2 separate regions of the Mus musculus genome follow, and region 2 is linked to region 1. A link is a contact called in public HiChIP or PLAC-seq data. All regions are on one chromosome and are shown on one strand. The core of a region is the stretch at or near the end of the contact, and the rest is flanking DNA. Distances in the headings are between cores, read along the strand shown. Region 1 holds the start of Slc45a4 (solute carrier family 45, member 4). Region 2 holds the start of Gpr20 (G protein-coupled receptor 20).

Region 1 (5,294 bases), core at 1,473-3,972:
AAATGAAAACGAGCCCAACACACGGGCTCTGCAGGTCCCTCGAGGACAGGTATGAGGCCTGAGGATGGAAGGGCTTTCTTGATTTTGTGGAGTTGATGATCTGTGGTGGGGCATAGCTGGATGTTCTGACCTGTGGGGATCCTAGACATGTGTCACAGGAGAAGGGACAGGCTAGGCTCCTTTGGGCTGGAGCAGGGCTTGATGGCTGGCTGGGAGGTAGAGTGAGTACTGTTTGTCTGTCACTCGTATTAGGGCACTGGGTCCCTCCAGTATGGAGCTAGATCCAGGTTTCACAATGCTGAGAGGTGGCTGCCAGAGGATGGGTCAGCTTGCCTGGGAAGTGAAACTGGAGGTGGAAGAGGTATTGGAAGGTGGTCGAATAGCAAGGGCTTGAAGGGAGACCTACATGTGAGTGAAGAGCCTGGCCTTCAATTCCTTCATCTCCTCAGTGCTGGGATTAGGAATCCCAACTTACATTAATTTTTAAAGCCTTTATAGACTCTTTTAAGAAAAAAAAATGTGTGTGTGTGTGTACTGGCATATGGAGGTCAGGGACAGTTAAAGGGAGTTGGGTCTCTTTTATCACAGGGTCTGGGGATCAAACGCAGGTTCTGAGGCATGGCAGTAGGTGTCTCCTCAACTGAGCCATCTCTCTGGTCCCTTCCTTTTTTACTGTGAGACAGGCTTGTGGTATAACCCAGGATGTCCTACAACTGACTTTTCCATAGCCCAGGCCAACTTTGATTTCAGTGCATTCCTCCTGCTTCAGCCTCCCAAGTGTCAGGATTACAGCACTGGCCGGGACAGTCTGCTGCTTTTCCCATTTATTTATTTTTAGGTTTGGTAGCTATCTGAAAGAATATATTCTGTTTATAATCATGCAGATAATTTGTATTTTTGTTGTAACTGACTATCCACACTGGCACCTCAGCTAACTGGGTCAGGAGCCTAATGTCCAGCTCTGGGCGCTCCCTTCCTCTAGGAGTCCTAAAGGGTTAATGCCTGTGGCCACCTGACCTGGGGACAGGTAGTGAGATCTGATCTGCCTTGGTTGGTGACTTTCAGGACCAGGTGAACTCACCTGTCAGCAGGGTTGGGGCTGTGAAACAGCACTGCCTGGGAAGATTGCTGAGGTGCGACCATGTACTCTCCCTAAACTTCTTTGGAGGAAAAAGTGAGGTGCACTGAGAGTTTACAGTGTGGGTCCTTCTCCTGGGCCTCGCCTTAGTGGGTGGTTCTTGCTCTCTTCTGGCAAGATGTCCTGCTGTCTGAGGAGATTGTCTGACCTGCTGGAGCCCATGCTGTTCTTAGGATCCTGCTCTGCTCAAGCCGTTGCTAAGTTTCTCAATAGTCAGGGATGGAATCCAACTTGAGCAGGGCAAACCATGGAGACACTGGGATGTTTCCAGTTGACACTGCACTGATAATTCATTTGGTGGCTTCCACCTGAGGTGTAGTAGGTTTGCAGAGAATGGTTGAGGTTCGTGTTGGGGAAGGCCACAGTGGGTGACTCCAACCCTTCTCTTCCCCATGGGCTCTGGCCTTTTTGCAGGGACCAGGAGCCAATACAGGTCCTGGGTGTTTCTGTGGCTTTTGAAAAATAAGGGTTAATTGGCTAGTACTTTTATTTTCTAGATTGAAAATAGTTTGAATAAGTTGGGTATGATAGCACACACCTGTATTCCTAGGGCAGCTAAGACCAAAGGAATATTATTTTTTATGTGTATGAGTATTTTCCTGTGTGTACCCCTGTGCACCACATGTATGTCTGGTGCTCAAGGAGACAGTGAGCCTCTAACACAGATACTGGGAGTCCGACCCGGGTCCTCTGCAAGAACAACAAGTGCTCTTAACCACTGAGCCAGCTCTCCAGCCCCTAGTTTAATTTATTTTCTAATTTGGATTTTTTTGAGAAAAGGTTTCTGTGTGTAGGTAGCCCTGGCTGTCCTGGACCTCAGATCTGCCTGCCTCTGCCTTCTGAGTGATGGGATTAAAAGGCCTGTGCCACCACTACTGGGCAATCTAGTTAAACAGAGTTCTGCATCTATGGAGGCCAGGATCCCCTTAAATGGATTTACAAGCGGTTGTGTATCGCCTGATGTGGGTGCTAAGAACAAACCTGGGTCCTCTGCAAGTGTTCCTAACTGCTGAGCCATCTCTCCAGGCCTATGTTGGGTTTTTAGACAGGATCTCTTCCTAACCTATGTGGTCCTGGAACTCACTGTAAGTCACATTGTTCTAGAACCCGTGGGATTCTCCAAGTGCTGGAAATATGGGTGTGTGCTGTCATGCCCTTCCCGCCCCTGAATCTTTTAAGGGTCTGCATGTGTTTGTGGGCTTGTACAATGACCACTTCCTACCTTGATCTGCTTTAAATGCCTGCACTTGAGGCTACCTCTCGGACCAAGTGTCTAAGGACAAGGTTGGAGCCCCATTAGAGGTCCTCTGATGCTGAGGGTCATGGCTTTTCAGAACACTCACCAAACCGAGTCATTTATTGTTCCCTTGTCATCAGTTCCAGCAGAAATTGGGAAGAAGAGAAGCTGAGTTCTGACCTGTCCTCCTAGAGGCTGGAGGTGGTAGCAGAGATGTGGGCATCTGGCACAGTGGTGTCATAGTGGGCTGCCTCTTGTTGGAATTAGGAATCTCCCCTTATGCCTTTGTGACTCTAGGTACTGTCCACAACTTGATCTTTAGTTAGAAATTGATTTAGACTCCCCCAGTGTGTAGTGGACACCTTAGCCAACTGTGTATTCAGCTACAGAAGATCCACTGGATCTCTGTCCTTTACCTCTGCCCTTGCTGATGATCTGTCCCAACTCCTGGAGGCCATGTCTGGAATAGAAACCATGGGATGGGAGCCCGCTCCCTGGCCCTGGGAATGTGGAGGTGCACTGCGAACCCTTGCTGAAGCTTGTCATTTGGCCTTTAGAGGGTTTTTGGTGAGAAGACTGAAAATTTAATGCTTTAAATGTCCTGGCTGAGAAGAGCAGACACTTGGGGCAGCTGCAGAGATTGTTCCTTGACCACAGCCTGTTTAGCTGTGTTCCCTGCCTTAGGAGTGAGTCCCGTGCTGTATGTGCTGCAGTTTCCTTGTGTCTTCTGTTGGCCTGTGCGCCTGAGCACTGCTTATATAACAGGTAGGTGTGTGTCCTGGAGAAGCAGTGTGTAATGGAGGCAGTGGCTTATGCCTCAGTGGGATGCAGCTCACACAGGCGTTACCAAAGACTACTCTGCAGACTGTATACCTAGAAGTACCCTGCAGATCTCTGCGCATGGGGGATAGGCTCTGGCTTTGGAGGAGGGCCAATGCTCATCTCTGCATTGGGGCACCTAATCTGTGTATGGCTCCTTGGAGAGGCCTTTCTTGTTGCCATGCATGACTCACTTTACTGGTAGTGTGAAGAGTCCATAGTGATAGCCCTATATAGCAAAGGAGGGAGGAGTTATTGGAGCATCTTTGAAAGGTGAGGGAGGCCCAGGGGGGCCCAGTCCTGAGATGGCTATCCTTTTGGAACAGGTGGACCCTGAGCTTTGTTGTGAGCTTCAGAGGCCCTTCTGCACAGGCCTCTGCTAGCTATCCCTCTGCACACATTGATAGATCACTTAGTTGTGTGGGAGCATGCAGGCTCTACACACCACAGTGGGCCTGGAGTGGACGTTTCTAGGTGGTGGGCACCACGGAGACAGAGGAACATTGAGATGAAGAGGAGATGAAAAGTGCCTCAGCCTCTGTCTGCAGGACTAAGGGACACAGGCTGACTGGTTAAGGGATTAGGTTTTTATCCCCAGGCGAATTCTATTCGAACCAAGTAAACAGCATAGAGTTACTTACCTTGGGCCACTTGCCAAACTGGAAATATCTTGGATCTGGTGCTCTTTTCTTTGGGTTGCTGTTGACTGTGGAAGATTTTGACCCTATTCCATTTCGGAGTAGGGAAGAACAACTTATTTTTCAGAACGGCAAATAAGGAAAAGAATGAAAGTATCTTAGAGTGTCTGTTTCCAGCCATCTCCTGGGAGGAACGCTTTTATAGACACCAGGCAGCCTTGCCAGCTGTGGCTAACTTTCCGTCCATAGTGTGCCTCAAGGAGAAGGCCAGGGCTGTCCTTGCCCCTACAGCTCTGGCCTGCCTCTCTCGTGTTCTGCCTGGGCCCCCTGCCATGGGGCAGGCCTTGGTGTTCTTCGTTCTGGCTTTCCTGCAGTTTGTTTGTAAGAATGTTGTGGTCAGAGGTCAGCATGGTGCTGAATGTGCCCTTGAAAGGCAGTTGACAAATCATCCTTTGGATCCATGTTAAAGTGGGTTTGTATTGGTAAGGTCTGTGTGAAAGCATCCTAGCTCTGACCTGTAGCATCCACACAGGACATGCTCAAGTTGTATGATCTGCCCTAGACTTCCTGTGGAAGACGTCACACCAGTTCTCTGGTGTGCTGCCAGCCATCCCTGCAACTCTGTCCTCAGTGGCAGAAAACTGAGCAGCCAAAGCCCTAAGTGTCTCCTAGGATAGCTGACAAAGGCCCCAGAGTGCAGTCTCACTCTCACACCTCCTGGTTTGCCCTCCTGCAGACTTGTCTTCAATGGCTGACTGCTGCTCTGGCAGCAAGGCCTGCCCCACTGCTGCCCACCTGGAAGGAATCTGGAGTGAGCAGGAACTGAGTGGCAGGGCTGTGAACAGCAGCAGGACTTAGGGAAGGTCTGTACACAGTGGGCAGAAGTGAGGTTTCTTAAACTTGGCTTCCATCAGAAACTGGTATCTAAAGTTTTGTACTTCCAAATCAGAAACTTATCCCTTTATTAATAGCTCAAGCAGATGAGCGGGGTGGTATGGGCGCACGTCTTTAACCCCAGCACTAGGGGGGCAGAGGCAGGTGGATCTCTGAGTTTCAGGTCAGCGTGGTCTACAGAGTGAGTTCCAGTACAGCCAGGGCTACACAGAGAAACCCTGTCTGGAAAACCAAAAAAAAGGAAGGAAGGAAAGAAACTAAGCTGAAGTCAGACTCAAGACCCCACTGTTCTCTTTTATCCCCCCAAGTATCTTAAGCCTCTCCCTTTAATAAGTTCATTTTCTATTCTCTGTTCTATCATTGAGTACTGAACTTGCCCAGGAGACTGTGGCAGTGCACCTGATGGGTGAGCCCCCAGGACCTGCCACCTGCAGGGTGCTGAGGATTAACGCAGGGACCAGGAACAGAGAGGTCAGAGGCAGAGCCCACCCCGGCACCCAAAGCCCTGCAACTATTGCAGCCTCTACCACCACCACCACCACCACCACCACCACCACCACCACCACCA
Region 2 (5,243 bases), core at 1,905-4,404, 83 kb before region 1:
TACCACACATCACACCACACACACACCACACACAAACCATACATATATACACATACACACCACATACACATATATACCATACACACCACACATACCACACATACATACACACCACATACCACATATTACAACACAACACACTCATACACACACACACACACACACCACTCAGACACACATACACAGTTTAGAAATAATTGAGTGGCAATCAAAAAAGACAAACATTAGTTCTCTTTGAACCTCAGAGTCTAGTGTAGAGTCCAGGAAGACAGTAAGATGTACACAGTGCCCATTGTAGGGTTCTACAAGGCCTAAGAAGCCCCTTTGTCAAATATACCATGATCCTCAGCAAGCTGTGGCCATAACACAAAATAAAATAGGGACCCTGAGCACCCTTAGCTCTGGCAGGTTAGAGGCCGGGAAAGCTGACAAGCTGATTTCAATAATTCTTTATTCGAGCACAATTTGGATTCAGGATCCAGATGGGAAGGCACACGGATTCTGACCCACCAGGTTCACCTTGACTGACTGCTCATCATCTGGTGCCCGCTTCCAGTCACTCCACTCTGAGTCTTGCCTATCAGTCAACCCCAGGGATTTGTCACTGGCCTTCCCCATAGTAAACATCTTACCCAACAGCATCCCTCCTCACATTCACACCCCTGCCCCTAGTGCCTCTAGTACCCCTAAAGGAGAGTGCCAGGGCAACACACGGTGTCTCTGCTCTGCACACACAGCAAGACGATGAGGTTCAGAGAGGCTCCGGCTATACTACAGGGACCCACTGTGCAGTTCCATGCAGACTCAGCTGTCATAATCCCAGGGGACCACCAGAGGCCAGACAGGTCTGAAATAGAAAGCCATCCAGGCTCTGCAGGGGGTTTGGCCAACTCTTGACCCTGGTCCAGTTCTACCAAGAGAACTGAAGCCCAGCCAACTCAGAGTAGTGCATGGTCCCCAGGACCAATGTGCCGGAAGAGACAGAAGCCCACACTTTGCCCAGTACTAGGGCTGGAGCTGCTCCTGAAGCCTGCATGGAGAAAGCAGGCCAGGCTTTGGTTCCAAGTGTGACTGGCAGCTTGACAGAAGGGACAGCTCCAGGTCTGGCTCCCCTCTTTCTAACGACATACCCTTGAACAGGTGACATTACCTCTCTGATTTGTCCTCCCTGGGAGTGGAACCCAGCAGCTCTTTAGAAGGCTTGATGGTTGAGTGAGACCTAGCACCTAGCCCATGTGTGACAGATACCACTGTGGGTGCACCATTCAGCATTTGTCTGTCTGTTTGTTTTGCAAGACATGGTTTCTCTGTGTAGCCGTGGCTATCCTGAAACTCACTCTGTAGACCAGGCTGGCCTTGAACCCAAAGATCTACCTGCCTCTGCCTCCTGAGTGCTGGGATTAATGGGGTGTGCCGCCACCACCTAGCTGCATTCTGCACTTCTTACTGAATGATGAACCCCCAGACTATGTTTCTAGATGGCAAGGCACGACCTGGCAGTTGAACAGACCCTCTCAACTTCACATGCACCACACACAAATGATGCATACGCACACACACCACATGCACGCCACTCTTCTCCTCTTCTTGCAAAGGTCGTGTTGCACCACGATACCCAGCAATGCCCTAGGGTTCCATCACACATCAGCCATCTCCGTTCTCCAGCCTCCCCTTGCACCCACCCATGCACCTGGCCTGTCACTTATGACCTGTGCACCTTGTCACCCCTCGGACATAGTCCAGCAAGCACAGCAGCAGCCAAGAGCCCCACTGAGGCTGTAGACTTATGCCTCAGGACTGCCCTGGCCCCTGAGCCTCAGCGCCACCCTTCTCCTCAGGTCTGTATACCCTGCCAAGTGATAGGACAGGACCCACCCAGGTGCTTCCTGGAGGTGGAAGGGCATGAAGGAGTAAAAGCCAGCACAGCCCTTCCTGTGTTGTTCCAACGTGGAGTCAGGGCAGGGATAGGAACTATGCATCCAGGCTATAGGCACCGCGTATCCCAGGCATTGAAAGTCTCAGCTACTGGCTGAGTGTAGAAGGAACGGGTGGGCACTGATCCCTAGGCAAGGACCATGGCTTTCTGGACCCACCTCTGGGCAGCGTGTGAAACGTGAGCTCCTCCAAGCTCCAGCCCTTTACTTGCCTGCCAGTGACTTTGAAGCCCTACCTAGCCCTCAGCCCCGCAGCCTAACAGAAGCCTAAAACCTTCCCTCCAGGACCAGAAGTCGCTGCTGACCTAGGGGAGGTGGTCTGGCAAGCCATGGGCTCCTGCCTAGGGTTCAGTTTGCCCCAGTGGGAAAGATACAACAAGATTCTATGAATATTATGATGGGTGGAGACCAAGGCTGGGAGATTACACCCCTCTTCTAGAACCTTCTGTTCCCTTAGGATCAAAGCCACCACTGGAGCCTCTAAGGGCTGCTAAGACTCTGTGTGCAAGTGACCACTCCCTCCCAGCTTCATAGCTCTGCAGACTACGCAGCTGACCCTACCAAGATGGCTTCCCCTTCCTCTACCCATCCAGGCAGCCCCGTCCTGTGGCACCTCCCTCTATCCACTCCGGAACCCTGCCCTCACTTCTCATCTGGGCTGGCTGGATCTGTCACTAGGCACCCACTTCTTCCTCTACTGTTTCTCACACCCAGTGTGAGCTCTGAGGGCCCGGGGGGTCTCCTGCACACAGCCCTCCCTGGTCATCGATGTCAGAATGGCTGTTGAGTGGATGCTCGAGAAAGCACTGTGGTATGACTGAAGTGGATGACAGACATGAAGAGCAGAGGGCTAGAGGGAACTCCTGGCAGAGCAAACAGCCCTGCACAGCCTCAGCCCCAGAGACATTCAGCCCTTGCTGACCAGAGACCATCCTCTGCCAGCTGTCTGTGGTTACACCTGCCTGGATGTCCTAAGCCCCTGGCTGCTGCGACTGGACGGGACCCACCCAGCAGATCTTTCTTCTCAGAAACTGGCCGAGCTGTTCTAAGACAACCCATAGCCTTGGGCCAGAAGCCAACCCTGCCCCCCTCCACTCTTCCTGGTCCGAACAGCTGTGGCTCACCCCTCTGTCTAGGGAAGGTGTGGTATCTCCGACCCCACCACCACCCCTCTCCCGCCCCCAGGCTCCCTCCACCCCAACCCCGCCCCCCTTCCTCTAGGCAGCCAGGCCAGCAGGGGTTGGGAGGGAGACCGCTCCGCCCCCACCCCTCCCACCCCTCTGCCTGTGTCCAAAAGCAGCTGGCTGGCCTGACGTCAGGCCCTGGGAAGGCACTGTCTGTGGGTCCACAGACCTAGAGCTTCAGGGGACAGGCTCATCCCAGAGGAAGGTGCGGCAAGAGCGGGTGAGTTCCCCAGGCACTGCTGCCTCCTGCACCCCTGTGCACAGAGCGGGCTATTCGTATTGCCCAGTTGGGTGACTTAGGAAGAAGAGAGGGGGTGAGAAACAGGACCAAGAAGCAAGCCCAGTTCACAGCCCTCTGCCACAGAGACAGTCGCAGAGATGTAAAGAGTTTGGAGGGGAGAGGGGCAGAAGTGGCACCCTCCCTGCCCCGTGGGGTTGCTCTCTATTCTCCCAGTGACCCTCACCCACCTTGCCCACTCTGGATTTCATTCATGAAACCGATCACACACTTGCGCATCCGCTGCTGAGTCCAAAGCCAAGGGCTCAGTTTCCTCTCCTGTCCAGGAAGGCACTTGGGATGGTCCCACAGACCAGGCAAACAGCATTTGATGAGCTCTGGGTCCCTAACCACTAGCACCAGGAGGGGACAAGGCTTGGAAAAGCATCCACTTTCTCTACAAGGAACCACATCTGCCCACCCCTGGCTCAAGGTCTCTGCCCTAGTCCAGGTCCTTCCTCTACCTCTTTGGGAGTGGGGAAACTGAGGCCCATTGCTGGATTTTCTGCTCAGCCCGCAACAGGACCCCCAAGCTGATGCTTCCGGACTGAGCTTCCCTGGTGTAGCTGCCCTGTGAGAAGGCTGTAGAGCAGGGTCCCGAGGGGGCTGGCTGGCTGGGAACTGGCTGGTGGCCAGAGTGGCTGGCGGGGGCAGGCTGTGGAGCAGCTGGGTAGCCTCAGGCAGGACGGAGACAGAGGCTGGTGGAGGGAAAGCATAGCCCGCAGAGGTTACCTGCCTTTGCCTGCCTCTGTGTGCTGCCCCAGAGCAACAGGCTGCCAGGGGGTTGCCTGGCTGTGTGTCTGCTGAGTAGGTCTTTCTGCAAGCACGGTGGGAACAAAGGGAGCTGTGCTTCCTCCTGGGATTCTTCAGGGGATTTCTTCAAACCTGTACAAGATAGTGTGAGATGGGGTTGGCTATGGGGTCTTTCCTGTTTGTTGCTTGTTTTGTGGTAAGGCCTCAATCTACATCCCAGGCTGCCCTGAAACTCTATTAGCTTGATGTCTTCATAGCTTAGGTTGCAGTGTTCTTCCTGAGTCAGCTTTCAAGGGCTGGCTTTAGAGAGTGTGTGCATCAGACCCATTTCCAGTGGGTTTGGGGGGTAGGGGTTGTTTTGTGTTCCTTGGTTTGGTTGGTTGGTTGGTTGGTTGGTTGGTTGGTTGATTGGTTGGTTATAGTTCTTGAGACAGGATCTCCTGTAGCCCAGGCTCACTGTGTTACTCAGACCTCAAACTCACAGTAATCCCCCTGCTTCTACCTCCCAAATTCGGATATTGCACTCTCACTAGCTCCAGTCCAGCCAGATACCACGCAAATAAAAACAGGGAGGCAAATGAACAAGACACTGCCACACAGAACGGAACACAAACTAGGGAAGGTGATTGTCCCAGCCACGCCCTCGAAGGAGGTGAAGCAGGTCCAAAGATGTCTGAGTAAGATTCCTTCCATAGGTCTAGTCAAAACCAAGGCAACAGTGTACCTAGGTTGCCCCAGCTCTCCACTGCATATTGGACCACACAGTGACTACCCTGGGGCTTTGAATGTGTCTGTCCAGCCTTCCCCTCCACTACTCTCTTAGATGGGTCTCCTGGCCCTGCTTCCACTCCAGATGTGAGCTGTATGAGGAGGGACCAACTCAGCCTAAATCCCTTAAGACCCCAGTGCTGGGGTTTGAGTCGGATCTAATGCCTGCAGAACCCCCTGCTCTATGTGCATTCTGGGGGGCGGGGGGCAGACTATAGGTGGCTGAGTCAGTCCTCCTCTGCATAGGGTGGGCAACAGGCCTGGCCTGATGTGCATTCAGCTTCCACAGAGCTAATAGCTGGGAATTAGACAGCACAGAAATCAAAC

What was found. HiChIP or PLAC-seq counts read pairs in DNA pulled down with a chosen protein or histone mark.
Region 2: an H3K27ac HiChIP or PLAC-seq map of embryonic stem cells shows a contact between it and region 1, with 21 read pairs. The contact joins the promoter of Gpr20 here to the promoter of Slc45a4 in region 1. A contact is called at or near these places in 17 of 39 promoter capture datasets (the 3T3-L1 cell line, 3T3-L1-derived adipocytes, the C10 cell line and 10 more), 1 of 15 datasets of contacts at CTCF or cohesin (the NIH/3T3 cell line), 21 of 484 Hi-C or Micro-C datasets (the 4T1 cell line, the AML12 cell line, ECoMG myeloid progenitors and 10 more), 14 of 115 datasets of contacts at active chromatin or transcription factors (the 230-238 cell line, bone marrow-derived dendritic cells, embryonic stem cells and 6 more) and 4 of 9 other capture datasets (adipose tissue, embryonic stem cells, liver and 1 more).

Annotation. Positions count from the first base shown.
Region 1 is chr15:73,622,172-73,627,465 of GRCm38.p6, reverse strand. It overlaps Slc45a4 (solute carrier family 45, member 4), which reads left to right and starts at 2,722. Exons shown (of 8, transcript NM_001033219.4): 1 at 2,722-3,140.
Region 2 is chr15:73,705,416-73,710,658 of GRCm38.p6, reverse strand. Gpr20 (G protein-coupled receptor 20) reads left to right here and starts at 3,154. Exons shown (of 2, transcript NM_173365.2): 1 at 3,154-3,338.